2 separate regions of the Triticum aestivum genome follow, and region 1 is linked to region 2. A link is a contact called in public Hi-C data. All regions are on one chromosome and are shown on one strand. Each heading gives the region's core, a stretch centred on a gene start, on an enhancer-like site or on the middle of the called end of the contact. The rest is flanking DNA. Distances are from core to core; before and after follow the strand shown. Region 1 has its middle 80 kb from the start of LOC123190024. Region 2 holds the start of LOC123185815.

Region 1 (3,692 bases), core at 284-2,783, 330 kb after region 2:
CTAGTAGATGTAGGGGAAAGTAGGTGTAACGGTCTACCCGATCGTAAGGTGCTAGCGCTTCTGAAAGATTATGTCTCGGTCATCTGTTTCTCAAACACCATGTAGTGCGAGAAATCAAACGGAGGCGATCGAGTCTTGTGGGGGAAATTGCACAAACCTCTGCAGAGTGTATAAACTAATCATGGTTAGCCGTGTCCCCGGTTATGGACAACTTGAGTATCTAGTACTTGGATTATCCTGTGAATCTCATCATGTTACTTTAAATTAATTTTGTTGGGTTTAATGATGTTACTTAATTGGGATTGAGAATGCTGTCAACCATTCTCAATATTCAACAACCATCATGATAATTAAATAAAAAAAATTACTCCTTTGCAGTAGGGAAAATTTGGCTTTTCGCAAAAACATTATAACCATAGAGCTTTTCCACTAGCCAAATATGCATGTAGAGATAGCCATTGTTCATCATTTCTCTCTATGGTGTGAATTTGCCAGTACATTCAATGTACTGACCCTCTGTGGCTGCAACGTCTCATATTGCAGGATTATCTTACGACGAGTAAGTGATTCGTTAGGGTTACGATTTCTACACTCAACTTTGCCGTTGGTGTTGATGGGAATCCACAACCTTGTTACTTCCGCTATTTTGGATTGAGATAATAGTATTTACGTTACTTATTACATGTGATTTACCTCTGTTATAAATCATCGAGTATTGTGTGTGTCAGCATACCGATCCAGGGATGCCACTTAAGCACAGAAACTTGATCCATTCGGGCCAGGTCGCTACAGACCCCCACGTTGAAATCATCGACGAGATTGCAAAGACCAATAATCGTCGTGTGCAAGACGTCCGCTTTTCATATGGACTCCTCTATATTAGTAGAGATTCTTGCAACAATGAGAATTTGGAGCTCTTGGGTGCCCATGAACCCAATATGAATATTAAATTTAAAAGATACTAGAAATTTTGGGGTATCAAACCTGATTGACCATTCTACTCATGTATGAAGTTTCATAAAAAAATGACATATGTGGTATTCTCAGTAAAAAAAGGTCAAACATTTTGATTACATATAAAAATTGTTTGAATGAACCGTAGGCTGGGCAGTATTTTCTTTGCTAAAGATGCCAAGGATGTCATTTCTTCACGAAATTTTGCACGTAAGTCGAATGATCGACCAGGTTTGATACCTTAAAATTTCAATTTTTATGAATTCTCCTGGTACTTTTAAATTAGTATTCATATAGATTTCATGGAGACCCAGAAGCTCCTATGAATTTTTTCCACATTCTTGCTCTTTGATGTGAACAATATACCTTTTTCAGTTCTAGGATGACTGAGCAATGCTCTGCCATGTGTCGTTTATCGAGAGTATAGTCAGGCCGCGTCGCTCACGTGGGCCATTGTCCCTGCCCACCACAAGTAGTCAAAGTAGAGTGACATTTACCACAAATAATATAGATCGCCCGTGACGAGCGATGTCGAGCGATCGCCTACATGCAACCTAAACCTGTTCGTGGACAACCCGCGCCGGAGGCCCAAATCTGAAGCCCGACATTTGGGCCGAGCTCAGGCTCCACTTTCTCGCTCAAAGCCCGGCCCAAAAGCTCTAAATGTCCACATAAATATATTTTTATTCTAAATAAATGTATAATAAATCAATATAAAATTCTGAATATGATTAATTTAATTAAAAATGCCATTGTTGACGTGCTTCGGACGGGCCAGACCGGGCTTGAGCTTGGGATTTTTCTTCGGGCTTTGCCAAGCTCGTCCCGAACTCGACGCAGCCCGTGGAATGATCAGGTTTAAGGCAACCCAATGCGGGTTGCGGCCGAGTAAACACAACCATTGGTTGTTTTTTGCTTGCGTAACTTATAGAGGCTGGTGGAAACTTCTATAATCTTTTGTCTAGTTTCGGCAAGGTTTCATAAGGTTTCTCCTATTTCTTTTTTCTGTTCAGGTCATCGTTTTTTTCTTCTGATTTTTTCTTTTCTTAGTTCATGAACAAAATTTAAAGTTATGACCATTTTTTGGGTTCGGTTTTACTAAATTGATAACATTTCTTGAATTCATGAACTTTTTTTGAACTCCTGAATATTTTTTGAAATTTGTGAATAATTTATGCATTCACCAACATTTGTCATAATTCAAGAAAACTTTTTTATTACAATTGGACTTTTTTCAAATTTGTGAACATTTTTTAGTTGTTGAAGAAAAAAATCTTGAATTTATCTTTCAAATTCGTGATAATCCATGAATATTTTTTGAATTTCTGGTCACTTTTTGGATTCAAGATTTTTTTATTCAATTTTTTGAACTTCTTTTAAATTCATGAATACTATAAAATTGACCATTTTGAAAAAAAATCATGGAATTTTCATTTTTTTTCTTAACATATTTTAAATTCATGAACATTTTTCAAATTCATGATTGTTTTTTAATCAGGGAACATTTTTTCAATTGAGTTCATGAAAGCCATGAGCATTTATCAATTCGCGAACATTTTCTAAGATTACAAATTTTTACCAAATTCATAAGTTTTTAATTAAAATAAAACAGGATGGAAAAATACCGTGCGCTCGCTTGCTTAGTTCGGGGCTTGCACGTAGCGATAGAATTATTTTTTCCCGTGGTGATCGGAAACACTTGGGCCAGCCAACCTGAAGCTCACGTGGGCGAGCATCCGCTGCTGCTCGCGCACGCGATGCATAGCAGGTCCTGGAATTTACTTATACGCATCGCCTTGTAAGATAGTTGAGCAGCAGCAGGACTATTTTGGACGGTTTTCTTCTATTATCCAGACATGTTATTCTCTTTTTTCTGTTCTCAATCAATTTAATTTCCCTTTTACTTTATTTTAAATTTTCCTTTTTTTAATTTCCAGAATCTTCTCATTTATAGACATTTACAAATTTGAAAACATTTTTCTAATAACAGACATATTTTAAAAAATAACATAGTTAAAATTTGTAAAAATAATATTTAAAATACAAGATATTTTTACTTAGGATAATATTTCTAAAATATATGATCATTTGAAAATATCTGATGTTTTAAAATTTATAGAAAATTTTAAAGTATTATAATACTTTAAGATCCATGGACATTTCTAAAACTATATTGATATTTAAAAATAAATAAAGTATAATTAATAAATTTTATAATGTTTTTTAAGTCATTGTAATTTTTTCAAATACATTAAAAAAGAAATTTGTAGCAATTTTGGAACTAAGGGATATTTTCTAAAAAATGTGATTTTTAAAGAAACACTGAATATTTTCAAATTTGTGACGATTTTTTAAATGTATGAATTATCTTTTTTGCTTTGAACAAAATCCAACAACCAGTGTTTTGGGAAAGTAGCTGCAAAAGCAAGACAATTGTTTGGGAGGGAGTTCTCCACAAAGCGGTCAAGAGGGCCTTACCATGGGGAGCGATGTGTGCGATTACATGACAATTTGATGCTGTGAGCGTCCAATAGGGGCGCCTGAATTTGGTAAGGTTTATGAAGGAAGTTTTTCTTAAGCAACCAATCTCCTCTTCTTCTTCTTTTTTTTTGAGGAGCAACCAACTTGCTCATCGATTCCCATTAAGAAACCCTCACACTTGGTACAGTTTCAAACAAACAGAGGGAAGATCAGGAACAAACGTACGGTGTCGAGGCCTCTAAGGCCTAATTGAGTGA
Region 2 (4,226 bases), core at 1,587-4,086:
ATTGACAACAAAACTAGTAGGGACAATCAAGCGAGCAAGCAGCCTGTTCGAGCGGTGTCGTGCTTAATGGGCTGGCCCAAACGATCTCGTGTGTGAGGGTCGCGTGGCAAAACTGGCGCATAAGGTGCCATATAGGAGGTCTCTAGGTAACATGCGGAACACATGAGCCCATTGAGAGTCCAAAGCTACCTAGTTAAAACACGAAATAACTAGTTATTCTACTTTTTCGTACGCTGACAACTAGCGCACTGCATGTACGGCACTTGACGTAACCTGCGAGTTTTTTCTTTTTTTTAGATTCGTTTATTCAAAATGATTTATCTTTTGAACCGTCCGTTCAAATTCCAAATTGTTTTCACTGCTGGATTTCTCGCGTCGAAATCTTAGAAAGTAGATCCAATGTTATTAGGTTTCGATGATTTTTTTCCTAGGATAAAAGCCAATAACCGCCCCCCCCCCACCACCACTACCACAAAAGATGAAAAAATGGCAACAAAAAAGGAATGATGAAAAAAATGGTTGCGGCATTTCACTTTCACCTTTTGAGAATCTGTACTTGCACGAAAAGAAAATTTATGCTTCTTGTGGAAGCACGTTTTGTTTTTCCGAGAAGCAATTTGTGTGCTTGTCGTGGAAGCACAATTTTTTCCCTTTCCCAGAGCACAACAATGTGTTTGTTGTGGAAGCAAATATGTACTTCTCATGGAAGTACGGTTTTTTCCACTGTGTTTCTCGTGAAGCAAATATGTGTCTCTATGAGAAGCACATAGATGCTTCTCGTGGAAGCACATATTTTTTCTATTTTCAAGAAGCTTTCCGTGGAATTAAATATGTGCCTTCAGAAGAAGCAAATATGTGCTTCTCGTGTAAGTAATTTTTTTTCTTTTTCAAAAAGCACAACAGAAGAAAATTTGTGCTGCCGTGAAAAGCAAATTTGCACTTCTCATGAAAGCATAATTTTCAAAAATCCAAAAAAATCACGCGCAAAAAGAATCTCCAAAACGTAGGGAAAATCGTGCGAAAACCAAAAAGCCAAAAAACCTCGTAGAAAACCCCATCTAAAAACCGAAAACGCATACAGAAAAAAATGAGAAAACAAAATTCAGAAAGAATGTTCAGCACGTGACATGTGACGAGGGCTAGACACCACATAGGGTACTCCTAGAGCATCAAAATTGACCCTGTTAGTGCTCCTGTTGAAAAGGGTCAGGGGATGCGCGTGGCGAGTTTCGCGGGCAGCAGATATGAGCTACTGGCATTTCAGAAAAAAAAGATACGAGCTACTTGTGTTCTACTCAAGTACTCAGCATTAGTTGATACATACTCCCTTCGTCCGGAAAAACTTGTCTCAAATTTGTTTCTCAAATGGATGCATTTAGCATTAATTTTGTGCTAGATACATTTATTTGAGAGACAATTTTTTTTCAAAAAAAGGGAGTACGTTATTACGTTACACTTGCAGTTGCAGCGCCACTTGCTTTGGAGTTTGGTTTTCTTGCCGTGAGTTAGCAACCTAACAAGACGTTTTGGATCATGCAGAAAGCACTTGTGTGTACTCCAACCTGAATCGAAGGGCTTGGTTATACTAATTCTTTTTTATATAATAAGAGAGCTCCCTCACCGATTTCATTTAACTGAAATCATATTGTCTTTTACAATCATCTACACTGGTTATACTAATTTGATGTACCACTAAAGTGTATACATATAGTTTCCCAAACATAAACTATGTAGGTAGGTCTCCTGTTGAGCCATCTTTTTTTTTTGAGCATCAGTACAGACACAAGCGCTCGTATACGCGCATACACTCACCCCTATGAACGTACACACGCACACCCTACCCTTATGAGCACCTCCGAAAGACTGAGCCAGCATATCATCTTAAGATTTACGAAGTAACCGTAGGCGCCTCGTCCTGAAAGCGCATCACCGGAAATTCTGAAATAAATTCAGGAATAATGCGAGCACCAGAATTTGAACCCTGATGGGTTGGGGATACCACTATCCACCTAACCAACTCAACCACAGGTTGATTCGCTTGAGCCATCTTTGTTAGTACTACAACTTAATATGCACGGGAAGTATTCTGGGAAACGAAAAGAAGAGCCTCGTCTTTCCAAAAAGTCAGAATATACCGAAAGAAAAAAAAGATTGTAATAATCAAGTAAACAATGGATGTAAAACGAACTAGAGCCGGCCCATTCAACTCAATTTGTACTCATATAAAACTCTCAACATCCTCTTAATATATACAAGTTGCCATTTTCTCCCCTCTCATAAGAAACTTCATCAAGATGAAGATGGGCAGTTGACAAGGAAAGGATCAAAGCAACCAAGGAAAAGAAGCAGCGCAGGGGGCACAGCAGAACTCTTCGAGGTCTCCGCGCTCACCCCGGCGCGCGCGCACGGAGCAGCAGCATGTCAGACGGCCAAGGCCTAGGTGTTCTTGGTCGGCCGGAGCGCGAGGACGAGCCCCGGGAAGACGTCGTCGGGGTCGTGCACGTGCGGGTTCCTCTCCACGATGAACGGGTCGCCGCACTTGTCGCTGATGGTGTGCAGCGTCTCGCCTTCCCCGACCACGTACACCTCGTCGCACGGCCGCGCCGCCGCGCCGCCGAGCCGCGGGCCGCGGAAGTACGCCGCGGCGCCTTCCCCGTCGCCGTCCGCGGTCTCCGCGCTGAGCGCGCCCAGCAGCACGAGCGCGACGAGCGCCACCGCGCACCACCACGACGCCGCGTCCGCGGCCGACACGGCGGCGGCGCACAGCTCCGCGCGCCGGAGGCTGGTCGCCGGCGCGGCCATGCGATCGAGGGAGCGCACGGACCTCGTGAGCGTGTGCGTCTCCGTCTGGGGCGGGCAGAGGGAGGTTGCCTTGGCTGGCTTAGGGGGTTTCTGTGGGGCTGGGCCGCGGGAGGCGGTTTATAACGCGTAACGGCGCACGGACGTGGTGGTTCCGGCATGGCGGACTTTTGTCACGGTTTGGTAAACGTGGGGAGCCCGCGCGGGAGAGGGGCCGGGCGCCCGGGGCAGTGCTGATTAATGGTGCTTATCTTCTTCCCTGAAATAATTTGGTTGCTTGCTTCTAGTACTAAGTACGACATGCCAATTGTGGCACCAATTCAATGCTCCAGTGAAGTTACTGCTAAATTTTAGTACTAGATTTTGTAGAAAATTAATCCCGCATGTAAAATGCTGCGTTATACTAATCATATAGTCATCATTAATAATTCAAGAACTATTCTTTTCTTCCTTAGAGCAACTCCAACAGGCCGACCCAAACGGACGACAATTTCGTCCGCTTTTTGTCCGTTTGGGTCGACCAAAGCTTCCGCATTTGACTCGGCGCCTGTGCCCAACGCTGGCGTGAGACCAGGGCCCGCCCTGAGAGGGGGGAGGGGGGGCAGGGGGGGGCGGCCGCCCCGGGCCCCCAAAATCGAGGAGGCCCTCCCCAGAGTATACAGCTAGGCTATGGCCCAATATGTTTTCCGTGATAAAAGAAAAAAAAATTAAGCTGGACGTCTGGCCTGAGGGCCTCACGCAGCGAGGAAGGACGTGCACGTAGAAGAAAAAACGGACTGATTGATCCCTTGTGATTCTTTCCAGGTTAGTACGTGCATGTCGAGAAAATAGGAACTGATTGATCCTTCCATCCTATCACATCACGCCGTATTCACGCAGCGATCCTCAAGTTTCTAGCGGCCGCCGACGCTTGTGTCATCGCGACTACGCATACGGTGCTCTTTTTTTCCTCTATTCTCCTAAATATAATTTCTTTGCTAATTCAGATTGTCCATCGATTTCAATTCTCGGGCGGCCGTCGCACCTCCGCTGTGCTCTTCGTCCATCAACAATCCGACCTTCCGAGGTATGTCCTATATTCATATTGCGGTTCCTAGTCTCCTAGATGAATAGCTCTTCAACAATAGTCAATTGATGCATTTTTTTTCCAGTATTGTGTCTTATCATGTTGGGAAAGTATCCATTTCGTAGTGATAACAGGAAAATGAAGAAAGCTGCGGATGATTTGGTACAATCACAGCTCATAAATATTCATCAATTTTTAAGTAATACTGGTGCTTCCCCTATTTCAATAAATCCAAATGATGAGTTGGTGATAGTTGTCAAAGAGAAAGGACAATCAACTGATGGGAACTCAGAATCTGATGAGCAAGAAGAAAATGGCGACACCAACATCTTGTGGCTCCGAGAATGTAGGTAATTCATTT

Evidence for each region. A called contact is a pair of places that touch in the nucleus more often than the background predicts.
Region 1: a Hi-C map of leaf shows a contact between it and region 2, with 6 times the contacts expected there. The contact joins the enhancer-like site here to the promoter of LOC123185815 in region 2. A contact is called at or near these places in 3 of 5 Hi-C or Micro-C datasets (leaf and an unstated tissue).

The regions. Positions count from the first base shown.
Region 1 is chr2A:656,498,973-656,502,664 of IWGSC CS RefSeq v2.1, forward strand. No RefSeq gene overlaps it. Among protein-coding and RNA genes, the nearest start is that of LOC123190024, 80 kb to the left of the region's middle. Within about 2 kb of position 1,534, at least 1 of the 8 cell types and tissues checked has an H3K27ac peak or open chromatin away from gene starts, as enhancers often do.
Region 2 is chr2A:656,163,297-656,167,522 of IWGSC CS RefSeq v2.1, forward strand. LOC123185815 reads right to left here and starts at 2,837. Exons shown (of 1, transcript XM_044597642.1): 1 at 2,202-2,837. The coding sequence starts at 2,837. The coding sequence ends at 2,437.